Regions from separate parts of the Urocitellus parryii genome. Here region 2 is linked to region 1. The links are chromatin contacts, called in public Hi-C maps. All regions are on one chromosome and are shown on one strand. The core of a region is the stretch at or near the end of the contact, and the rest is flanking DNA. Distances in the headings are between cores, read along the strand shown. Region 1 holds the start of Hspa9 (heat shock protein family A (Hsp70) member 9). Region 2 holds the start of Paip2 (poly(A) binding protein interacting protein 2).

What was found. Hi-C and Micro-C count contacts between places; a contact is called where the count stands out from the background.
Region 2: a Hi-C map of muscle shows a contact between it and region 1, with 3 times the contacts expected there. The contact joins the promoter of Paip2 here to the promoter of Hspa9 in region 1. A contact is called at or near these places in 2 of 2 Hi-C or Micro-C datasets (liver and muscle).

The regions. Positions count from the first base shown.
Region 1 is chr1:93,160,128-93,166,266 of mUroPar1.hap1, reverse strand. It overlaps Hspa9 (heat shock protein family A (Hsp70) member 9), which reads left to right and starts at 2,911. Exons shown (of 17, transcript XM_077800729.1): 1 at 2,911-3,110; 2 at 3,997-4,055; 3 at 4,290-4,377; 4 at 5,399-5,580. The coding sequence starts at 3,030.
Region 2 is chr1:93,869,410-93,875,548 of mUroPar1.hap1, reverse strand. It overlaps Paip2 (poly(A) binding protein interacting protein 2), which reads right to left and starts at 3,283. Exons shown (of 5, transcript XM_077796462.1): 1 at 3,151-3,283.

The DNA of each region.
Region 1 (6,139 bases), core at 1,662-4,161:
CTGGAGTCAGACTGACTTTACCATTCAATTGCCATAAGACCCCAGGTAACATATTTAATCAATCTTAAGCTTCAAATTCTACATTTGCAAAATGAGAATACAACAACACTTACTTAGGTCATGTTTTGACATTCCACTATAAAATGTACATGAATCTAGAGCAGTTTGTGGAGCTTAAGTAAACACTTAACAGCTACTATTAATTACTAGAGAAAATTCCTACTAATGGCTGTAGCCCCAGAATATTATTAAAAGTATGATATGGGGCTGGGGTTGTAGCTCAGCAGTAGATCACTCGCCTAGCATATGCGAGGCCCTGGGTTTGATCCTCGGCACTACATAAAAATAAATACATAGAATAAAGATATTGTATCCAACTACAATTAAAAAAATAAATATTTTTTTTTAAAAGAATGATATGCTGGGCACAGGGGTGCACGCCTGTAATCCCTGTGACTGGGGAGGCTGAGGGAGGAGGATTGCAAGTTCAAGGCCAGTATAAGCAACTTGATGAGGCCCTGAGCAACTTAGTGAAACACTGTCTCAAAATAAAAAATTTAAAAAACGGGATGGGGATGTAGCTCAGTGGTTAGGTGTCCCTGAGTTCAACCCCCTGTACTAAAAAAAAAATATATATATATATATATATATATATATATATATATATACACATACACACACACACACTATGCACAGGTATTGGACAGCCACTTGTTCTGTTTAGTAAACATTTACCCTCATGCAAATTATGCACCACTTCCTTCCATTTCCCAAATTAACAGTGAGATGCCAATCTCTATTTAGAGTTCTGTGATGTACACTACTTGGCTGAGGATCTGTCTGCTCTTATTCATTTGAACCCTTATGTTTTCTTAGAATCAGATTCATTTCTTCCAGCCTTCAGGCTGTAGGCTATGGTAATTTGCAAGGCAGTGCAGAAGCCTGTCTTTTATACTGGCAAATATTAAAAGCCTTCATTCTCAGGTTCATGCTTTGAATATCTAGCACTACCACATCCCCCTGGTGGTTATGGAGAATATTTGCAAGACGCCTGGAGAAACCACAGGAAAGTCATACCCACACAATCGTGGTCTCAGACACCCTTTAGAAAATATAATTTGATTCCAGGATTCTTTTGATTAATACTTTGAGGCTTTTAAGTGTATGGAACAAAAAGAAAAGCAAATTCTTAGCCTCTTGATTGCACAGAGAATTGAGAACAGTCTCTCCCTCTCTGTCATATACAACATAAAGATGTAATGTTGTTTCTATTTTGCTTCACTATTTAGTATTATTTCCCTTCATCAGCATTCTGTTTTAAAATGTAAATCTCTACAAATACGGTTCATGAGCCTATAGCTTTGAACCCAGGGGTAATCGACCACTAAGCTACCTCCTCAGCCCTGTTTTGTATTTTATTTAGAGACAGGGTCTCACTGAGTGCTTAGCTCCTGGGTTGCTGAAGCGGGCTTTTAACTAGCGATCCTCCTGTCTCAGCCTCCCAACCTTTGGGATTACAAGCGTGAGCCAAGCCCAGCACCTTTTCTATTTTTCACTTTCTTCCCCTCAGAATGTAAACTCTTCAATTATCTTCTTTCCTTCCCAATTTTTCCACATTTCCTTCACAATTCCTCGCAGTGATGACCACTTAATAATACAGTACTTATTTATAAGGAAGTAGGGGCTTTAAGCATTTTCCTCTTTTGAAAGAGGACTTCAAAGACAAATGGCTTCATCATCAAAATCAAGTTCAATCTCACTGTCCTCTCATCAACGAACACGTTTTGCTTTTACTGTATTCCCACCAACTAGAAAAGTGCCTAACACATAGTTTGTGGAATCAATGAATTCCTTTTATAAAATATGTGAAACTTGTCACAAAGGGGTAACTAACATTTTACAACCAGCACAAGGTTTGAAAGGGTACAGAGGAGGCCTTCAGCCAGCACAGTAAAAGGGGAAGAGCCTGAGCTCAAGTAGTTTTTTCCTTGATCGTTTGCACGATGATTAGTTTTAGGGCGACCCAAAACTCTGAACGAAACGCTGCTTTAGAGGCTGGAAACCCGAGACTCCCGAGGTAAAACACAGCAAAAATTTTGTCTACGGTCTCCATACCTAGGTGTATTTCAAATTATGAACAAACCATGGCACTTAACATAGCCCCCAGTAGGGCGCGCAACGCACGCCTGTAATCCCAGCGGCTCCAAAGGATGTTCAAATCGCGAGTTCAAATCTAGCCTCAGCAATTTGGCGAAACACTAAGCAACTTAGCGAGACTCCGTCTCAAAATAAGACACAAAAAAAAGCAGGGCATGTAGGTTAGTGGTTTTGCAACCTGGGTTCCAACCTCAGTACCAAAAAACAAAACAAAGCCCCAGGACAAGATGGCGCCCTCCGCGAGAGAAGAGAGCGGGGAAAACGTCCACGCGCACAGTGCACGCGCTCGGGTTCGCTCTCAGCTGTATTCGAGCCAAACTCGCTTGCGTGGGGGCATCCAATAAACACTGTTAATCTCCCACTCCGTTTTCCACCAGTCTCTGCGCGCATGCGTTCTCGAGCCTTAGCTCAATACCACCTGCGTAGGCGCAACAAGCTCCTCCCTCCACGCAACTGACGCAAGGAGTCTGTAATCGGTTCGCAATTTATCCCGTGTGACCTTGAGTCTTTCCTGAAGCTGAGGACCGCGGCTGTCTGAGGCGCTGCCTGAATATCCATCTCCACCTCTTCGCTTTTCACTATCCTCTCAGTAGCTGCGGCCGAAACTGGAGGGCAAAGTGTTTTCAACAGTCATGCTTCGGAGCACGTTATCAGCACGCCCTAGTTCCGGAAGCGGCAGTCGGGTAGGTTCTGGTCAGGCGGCGCGGGCGACGCCTCATTGGAAAAGTGGCTCTCTGGGCCTCAGTGCCCAATCTCCGCCCCACCACCCCACGTGGTTGGAGGTTTCCAGAATCGCTGCCACCACCGCGCTGCTCTGCTCCCGTCCAGCCGAGCGCTTCTTTGCTTCTTCCTATTCCCTAGGTCTAGCCGCCATGATAAGCGCTAGCCGAGCCGCAGCAGCCCGCCTCGTGGGCGCCGCAGCTTCCCGGGGCCCCACGGCCGCTCGCCACCAGGTAAGAAACTGTCGGGCCTTCCCGAAACGGCTCACGGTCTCAGGACTCAGTAGGGCAGGCCGCGCCCTTCAGGGTCAGGTTCTTCAAGGGAAAATCACGAGGGAAAGAAGGTAACGGACTTAAGTATTTAGCGTTGCCGGCTTAAGGCCTAGTTCTGGGCCCTCTTCCTCTGCCCTTCGGGTCCTGCTGAGTCACACTACTCGTGATCTAGTCTCTTATCCCACGAATTACGAGGTGGTGGTCCTAACAGTCTGTTCTGTGTCTGGTTGGACAGGTTTCGCCTTGGGAGAGGGATGCAGCCTGTTGGGAGGGAGCCGCTAGTATAGGTTTCATTTTCACCTGAGTCGAAAGACAGGTTTTCCTTTGTGCAGAGTAGTGTGTGTAGGACCCCGGTGGTGTGGTGAATAAAGGAAGAGAAATGCCTGAAGAAGTCCAAAATCACAATTTCAGCTTCAGTTTTCGTGTTTAGGAAAATCTTAAGTAGGAGATTGTACTCGATTGTACATCAGAAAAAGTAAGGACAAGAAAGAAGGTTGTGGTTGCTCTTCATCTAAAACGAAAACTACATCTGTGGTGAATGAGAATTGAAGCTATCCACTCAGATGTGGGTTTAATGGAAGGCTTGAAAGTAGTCCTAGGTTAGATGTTAACAAAGTAATGAAACGTCTTTTATCCAGATGGAAAGCTTCTGCCTAACCCCCCCCTTCCCCTTTTTTTAATGGCTCTACAACATTAATACCGCGACAAGGTCAGCACAAACTTCTGAGTTACTTAGAATCTGAGTACGCACACATTCAGGCTGATGCATAAAACTCTTAAATAATTAGAACAAGCTTAAGTTTTCTTATGTTGTTGATGACTGATGCAACTGTTTTTTATTTTTTAGGATGGTTGGAATGGCCTTAGTCATGAGGCTTTTAGGTTTGTTTCAAGGAGAGATTATGCGTAAGTATAACTTAATTTCCTTTGACAGAGGATACATATTAACGGTCTCTACATTTACGATTAACTATTCCTTTTTTAATAACCCATCCTAGTGAGAAGCACTACTTCAACCTGCTTATTTATAATGTAGTGTACCACTATTTTGCTCCCATATCAAATATTTGTGTTTCCTTCTGTTGTTTTGGAGTCCAGTAATAAGGTGATAACTATGACATTGTTTTAAATATCTTACAGATCAGAAGCAATCAAGGGTGCAGTTGTTGGTATTGATTTGGGTACTACCAACTCCTGTGTGGCAGTTATGGAGGGTAAACAAGCAAAGGTGAGCATGATAAGAAGCTCTGGGTCACATAGAGTAGCTAGTGTCCACTCCAGAATTATGTGCTTTGGGGCTTAGATGGGAATTCTGAAGTTTGGTTTGCATTTTAAAAGCTGCTTTTGGTTTCTTAAGATTTGTGAGGTGAGAATCTTTGTGATGCGGATAATTGAATGAATTTCACTTCCCCATGGGATTGAAAAACATTGACCTGGGATAGAGGCCAGACTGGCTTGCAGTGTAATAGTGCAGCAGTTTTTTAAATATATTGAACCAAGATGAGAGGTTGCAGGCTAGAAGCAAATGGAGTCACACATGCAAGAGCTTTCTAGATAAAGGCTGTTATTCTGAACCTACTTACTCTTTGCATGTAACATCTTTATTCCCTCTGGGTTGTTACCAAGATTTAGAGCACCCGAGATTCTACAGTCTTGCCTCTTCCTACATGGGCTTTAATGCTTTTCCCTCATGTCCTTGTCTGAAACACTATGTAGAGGAGTCTTTCTCCATTTGTTTAGTATCAGTAATCCCTTTTTAGTGTTTATTTGTGCTTCTTGGCATATATTTTACATGCTGAAATTTGTAGCCATCACAGAAATGTAAGATTTAATTTTCTATGCCGAAGGAGAGGTTATCTTTTTCAACACCAAGTTTGAAAAACCTGATGAATAGTTTTTTGTACGACTTTTTGTTATTAGTTGTTAGTTCTTTCAAGTTAAAGGTTTAAAGATACCAAACTGTTAAATGCTTTCAAGAGTTGGTATTTGCTGAGTTAGAATTCACAGTAGTAAAGCATGCCAGTTAATGCTGTATTTAAGCCTTTGTGAATTAGTTGCTGTTAATATTCTGGTGGGCTGGAGTTGTAGCTCAGTGGTAGAGCACATGCCAAGTATGTATGAGGCACTGGGTTCAATACTCAGCCCCACATAAAAATAAATTTTAAAATAAAGGTATTATGTCCATCTACAACTTAAAAAAAAGATGCTGGTGGTGACTAGAATCTTAATTCTTATTTTGGGGACTTTAGGTGCTGGAGAATGCTGAAGGTGCCAGAACCACCCCTTCCGTTGTTGCCTTTACAGCAGATGGTGAACGACTTGTTGGGATGCCAGCGAAGCGACAGGCTGTCACCAACCCAAACAATACATTCTATGCCACCAAGCGTCTCATTGGCCGGCGATACGATGACCCTGAAGTACAGAAAGACATGTGAGTAATAGCAAAAAACATAGTTATTTGCAAGGGCCAAACAGAACACTCTTAGAAGTTTAAGATCCTCAAAACATCTTTCTTTAGTGGATTACATGTTGGGAGGCAAGAGGGGAATCCATGCCTCCGAAATAGGGGTACATCCTTCCTTACAACGGAAACTTCATTTTTGCCTTCTTGGATTCAGTATTTGCTGTGTTGATCATGCATGTGAAGGTTTATGAGATATTCCTGAACTATGTGAATTAATGGCAGAATAAGTTAATGGCACAGGTTCTATCATGTATTGTTCAGATATATACAGATACAGGGCAGGGCGATGCGGGGGAGGGGGGACACTTGAGTTTGCTTTTATTTCAGATTAAAAATACCAGACATGTAAAGTTACCCGTTTTTGTATGATTTTTAAAAATATTTTTAGTAGATATTCATGGTACCTATATCTTAAATTTTTTGTTTTGTTTGTTTTAATGTGCTGGGGAACGAACCCAGTGCCTCATGCTTGCTAGGCAAGTGCTTTACCACTGAGTCACAACCTCAGCCCAAATTTTTTTTTTAA
Region 2 (6,139 bases), core at 2,034-4,533, 710 kb before region 1:
TCTGAGGCTGGCCTCAACCTCATGATCCTCCTGCCTCAACCTCCCAAGTCACTGGGATTGTAGGCATGCACCACCGTGCTCAGTTTTTTGTTTTAATTTTGGGCAGTGTAAAATAACAGTTAAAAAAAAAAAAAAACTACGGATGCTGAGACCAGGCTGCCTTATTAGCTTTTATGACTATGGATGGGCAAGCTATTTAATCAGAGTCTGTTTCCTAATCTGAAAAATGAGCAATAATAAAAGTACTAAGGTAGAGCACCTGGCACATAATAAGTAGTACTGTCTATCTTGGTGTTTATTAAACATTTGTAGAAGTTAAAAGTTATAGAGTAAGGTGCAGGTAAAAGTCATAGGTATTAAATCCGTAGGAATGAAAAAATACCATAGACAAATCCTAGTCAGGCCTGGCATGGTGACACACATTTGTAACCCCAGCTACTTGAGAGGCTTAGGCAGGAAGATGTCAGGTTCAAGGTCAGTCTGGGCAACTTTGTGAGACATTATCTCAAAATAAAATTTGAAAAAAGGGGTGGAGATGTAGTTCAGTGGTAGAGTACTTGTGTAGCACATACAAAGGCCTTGAGTAGAATCCCCAATACTGCAGGGGGAAAAAATCTTAAAGGCTATAACCCTAATTTCCACTGTAATATAACAAAAGGAGATTACGTGAAATGGCTCACCACTCCCACTGTCATTATTATTAGAAGCTCAAGCACATCATAAACACTATCCTAACTTATACAAACATATAAAAAATAAGCAGGGGGGGCTAGGGATATAGCTCAGTTGTTAGAATGCATGCCTCCCACACACAAGGCACTGGGTTCAATGCACAGCATCTCTCTCTCTCTCACACACACACACACACATAGCAGGAATTAAAACTCTCCAAACCTGTGCTACTCAATATAGCAGCCTAATTGTGTATACCTATCTAAATGAATTAAGATTCAGCTGTTTAGCTGCAAGAGCCACATTTCAAGTGCTCAACAGCCACAAGTATGTAGTTAATAACTACTTTACTGAACAGAACTGTTTTAAACAACAAGGAAATTACAAAAAAAAAAAAAAAGTTATCAGAACTGAACTTCTAGGCTGTATCAAATACAAAGTACTAATGCACCCATGAAATGGGTGGTCACAAAGGAAATGTCTTAGACAATCCTAATCTTGAACCAGAGTGAGAAGAACCAGATCCAAAGCCTATGCCTAACCTATGCCACTAGCCACCTATAGGATCTGCCATGTTACTAAATCACGTGCAGTTCAGTATAACAGTTAGGAGCACACACTATTCAGACTATGTGGTTTTGAAATCTAGCTCTTACTATCTGTGTGACATTGGGCAATACTTCACATCTCTTATTTGTTAGCTTTATTTTACAGTAGTGTCTATGACCTAGAGAAATTGAGAATTAGTTAATATTTGTAAAAGCACTTAAAACAAGGCCTGACATTACTAAGTGCTATGTATTTGCTAAATACAATAACCTCTCAATCTTCTATTTCCTCAGTTTCAAAATGGGCAATATAAAGTTTGCTCTACCTATTTCACATCTTTTCATGACAGTAAATATGAAAAGTTTATAAATTACTAAGAGTCATAAAGGGATACATGGACCTGAATAAGACTTATTGAAGGAAAAATCAGCAAAAAAATATGTCCCAAAGTGGGTGGAAATTACCTACTTCAATTTGAGTTCTCAAATAGTAATATGACCAGCCTTTTACTGTAATATAACATTTAACCTATTTAACTATTAAATCTCCATTCCCCCCCATACCCTTGAGAAACATAATCAGGCTATAATTTTCGGGAAAGTCACCTATCTTTATTTGTGAGAAAAAAGAAATTTGTTCAAAGTCACATCTAACAAATTACAGACTGATTTGGCCCAAATATTCTTTCACAAAACAGAAACAGACCTCAAAAGAGCGAACAGTGGGAGTCACATTAAAAATCCTTTGCCACCCTTTCTTTACCTGTTTACAAACATAACCTATAGTCAAAATTTCAAATGTCATTTCATGAAAATGAGTACCTGATTAGGTGCTCAAATGAAATTTGTGAAAAACAATGCCACCAAGGTACAAGAAAAGATTAGCTAGCACACTCAAAACAGGAATTTGTCTTTTGTTGAAATAAAAGTCAACGTCTATCAGCTATGTAGACCTTCTCCTAAGGCAAATTGGAAGCCAAATTCTCTCTACTTTGAGATTTCCCTGAGGAATGGGGCTGTAAAATCAGGAAAAGCAAAACAAAAGGAAGCAGGACACCTTTTAGGAGTCATTAAAAAAAAAAAAAAAAAAAAAAAACCCTGCTGGCTACAGCAATAAATGTTTTCAAAACATTAACCACACCACAACTTCCCCACATCCCACTTTTTGGTTTTGGTGAAGGAGGAGAGCAAGTACATATTATTTAAAGGTAAGAGGAACAGAAACAAAGAATGTGAACCAGTTGGGCTCTTAAGTTTATTAATCTAAAGCCCTCCTAGAATAAGAATTCCCAGTACCCTCAAAGATTATCCGATCTGGAGCATGCGACAAAATAAAACTAGGAGGCAGGGATGGTTAAGAAATGGGAGAAGAAATCAGAAAGGTAGAAGCCCGCCTATGGTTGCAGAGTGCAGCCCTAGGAAGCCTCTAGCCCGCCAGCCCGCGGGTCCCTCCGCCCCTCTCCAATCCTAGTCTCGGCAGGAACACGCACGCGCAGCGAGTAGGGGCTGCGAGTGCGACGCGCAGGCGTAAAGTGGGTAGAAACAATGAGCTTTGTTGCCGAGGCGGTAGAGGGGGGCAGGGGAGAGGGTAAAACGAGTTGGGGGGAGGGACTGGGGGTTGAGGAACGGGAGAAAGTGCTATCCCGGCAACCCCCGCGCGCCACCGAGGACCCGGATAGAAAGCTTCGAGATCCAAATCATAAATGACAATGGGAAAAAAAGCGACGGCCATTTCTCAAAAAAGAAAGAAATGAAGTCGGCCCAATCTAATCCCTCAGACTAGGTGGACATAAAGCAGGGAACAACGAAGGCCATACAGGACTTGGTGGCTAACAACCCGGAGGACCCTTTAGGCCCCTCAGCAGTCGCCGAGGTGGACCGCCAGAGGCGACGCACCCTTCTTGCTGCTCCGCCCGAAGGGACCCCTCACCCAGTGCACGGCAGCGGGGACGGCAGCCAACGAATCCTGTCGGCCTCCGCGGATCTCCACAAGCAGCGCCGCTCCCCCGCTCGACGTGCGCTTCGCCCGCCGCCTCCCTTCTCCAGTCCAAACAAACACCCCAGCCCGGAAGTGACTTCACTTCCGCCGCCGGCGGCCCCGCCCTCTCGTTCTGTCAGCGTTGCCCTCCTTAGGCCGCTAGAGAGCGCACCGGAGAACGCGCGCCGGCAAAGGTCTCTTGGTCTCTTGAGCCACTCACGTGTGCGTGTGCAACCGCGAGGGACCGCAGGGTTTTATGAATAGTCCTGTCGCATTCTCTCTGGGAGGCAGGACTGGGGAGAAGCCACTGTCCCATACTTGCCCAACCTTCGAGCATGGATACAGAGAGTGGAGGAGCTGGGGACTAAGATACACAGATGTGGACTCTACAGACCTCAAACACATACGAAGAACATCTAGTTAACCCAGCAAACACACCCACCCAGACACACACACTGAAAGTAATACACAGTGTCACAATGAGTGACATATACCGACGTCACATCGAGATCCTTACACAGAAAAATAATAAAGACACTGACAGAATAGTAACTGATCACAAAGCTGTATGTGCAAGCGCGCCAACAACTTCTAAGTTGGACTTATGCAGACAAAAAATATCAGTAAGTGGTTCCCAGCCTGTGGAGCTGCCTTTGAGTCTGAGAGAGAAAATGCCTAGGGTAGAAGGGTTCGAGAATTTCCTAGTCCACGATCCTTGGTGAATTGGGACCTATGCATTATTGTTAAGCATGCTTCCTTGCTATCATCGTTGGTAAGCTCCAAGATATATTTCTAGTAAATATATATAAAGAATATAAATGATAAATAAAAGATCAATGATAGGTAAAGAGAAGTACCTGTGAAAACAAACAAAAAAATGGATGTTCAGATATGTATACTCCATATTTGAAAGGGGACATACAAACCCTAGTAATTTCTTCCCTCTGGGGAGGGAAAATGAACTAGGGAATGAATACAAAGAATTATAATTTTTACTCTTATAAACTTTGAATATTTCAAAAGTCATATGCTTGACTGGGAAAAGTGGCACATACCTGTAATCCCAGCATCTTGGGAGGCTAAGGCCGGAAGATTGAGAGTTCAAAGCCAGCCTCAGCAACTTAATAAGGCCCTGTCTCTAAAATATGAGAAGCCAGGTACAGTGGTATCCACCTATAATCCTAGCAGCTCAGCAGTCTGAAACAGGAAGATTTCGAGTTCAAAACCAGCCTCAGCAACTCAATGAGTCCCAGTCTCTAAAAAGAAAAAAGAAAAAATACAAAATAGGGCTTGTGGTTGTGGCTCAGTGGTGGAGTGCACCCAAGTTCAATCCTGGTACCAAAATAAATAAACTAAAACAAAAATCAGATGCCAGTGCCAGGTGCAATAGCACATGCCTGTAATCCTAGAGATTTGGGAGGTTGTGACTTAAGGATCACAAATTCCAGGCCACTCTCAGCAATTTAGTAAGTAAGCAACTTAGCAAGGCTCTTTCTCAAAATAAAAAAAAGGGTTGTAGCTCAGTGATAAAGTGCCCCTGGGTTTAAACCCAGTACCAAAAAAATTAATAAAATAAAAAATAGAAACGTTTATAATATCCACTTAAATTTAAAAAAAAAAAATCTCCAGAGGAAAACTTGAATCCAGAAACAAGTTTATTTCTCCTCAGGGCAATTTTCATTCATTGAAAAATGCTCTGGTCCAGCCCACAGCCTCCCAAAATCAATACAGGTATTATGCTCTAACCCCTGGTTCAACCATTTTGTCCACATTTACAGATCTATATCCTAAACTGGGAATGAAAAGAAAGCTAGGAACTGGGAGAAGGTGAGCGAGAAATGAAAGATGGAGACCAGGCAGAGATACACAGGAGAGTTTATTTGTCAGAGCTGACAAATAAAGGCACATCTCTCAATAGATGGAGAGAGGCAAAACAGGCTTGAGGTTCAGAACTTTCATGGGGCAGACTCAGGGATTAGAGCGGGGCGAGTCCTAATGCTGGTGATTAAGGAGGAGGTTGGTATGAAGGAGTGATGAGCCTTTGTCAGAAATGCCTTTAGGCAGGAAATTTAAGAGAAATTTTTCTTAAAATGGTGGCTGTCACTTAAGATGGCTTTTCAAATACTAAGCAAGGAACTTACAGGGAGGAAAGGTTTGACTTTGTTGCCTGCTGAGCAAAAGAGATGGTGCTGTTTTGACAGTCTGTGGTATATGATTCATTCAAAGGGGAGGAATCTTGAAGGTAGTCTATCAATCTGAGACTAGAAGAGGTATAAAAAGAACAAAAATCAAGGTAGATATTTAAATAATTTGTAGTGGACCCAGATACTCTTAGAGGCTAATCATGAGGTTACTGAACTCATTATTTAGTAACACAAACCTCTTAATTTATTATAATGGTAACCCTAACCCTAACCCTAACCCTAAGCAACTGTCTCAAAATTTAAAAAGGGAATGCTGGTGGTGATGATCTATGAATGAAAAACACTGTCAAAAGCTGGGCATGGTGGCTTTCCCCTGTAATCCCAGCTACTTGGAGGCTGAGGCAGGAGGATCACAAATTCAGGGACAGCCTGGGCAATTTAGCCAGGCCGTGTCTCAAAACAAAAAGTTGAAGATGGAGATGTAGCTAAGTGCTAAAGAGCTGGCGTAGGAGGCATGTAGCCCTGGGTTCAATCACCAGTACCACATACACAAAGACCAAAGGCTAAGAAGTTCACTAATGGTGAGAACAGACACTGCAATCAGACTAGCAGAGATCAAGCTTGAAGATAATGTAGAGCCAGCTGGGTGCAGTAGAGAACCCCTTTATTCCCAGAAGTTTGGGAGGCTGAAACAGGAGGATATTGAGTTCAAAGCCAGCGTCAGTGACGGTGAGGTGTTAAGCAACATTAGTGAGACCCTGTCTCTAAATTTAAAAAAATAAATAAATAAAATAGGG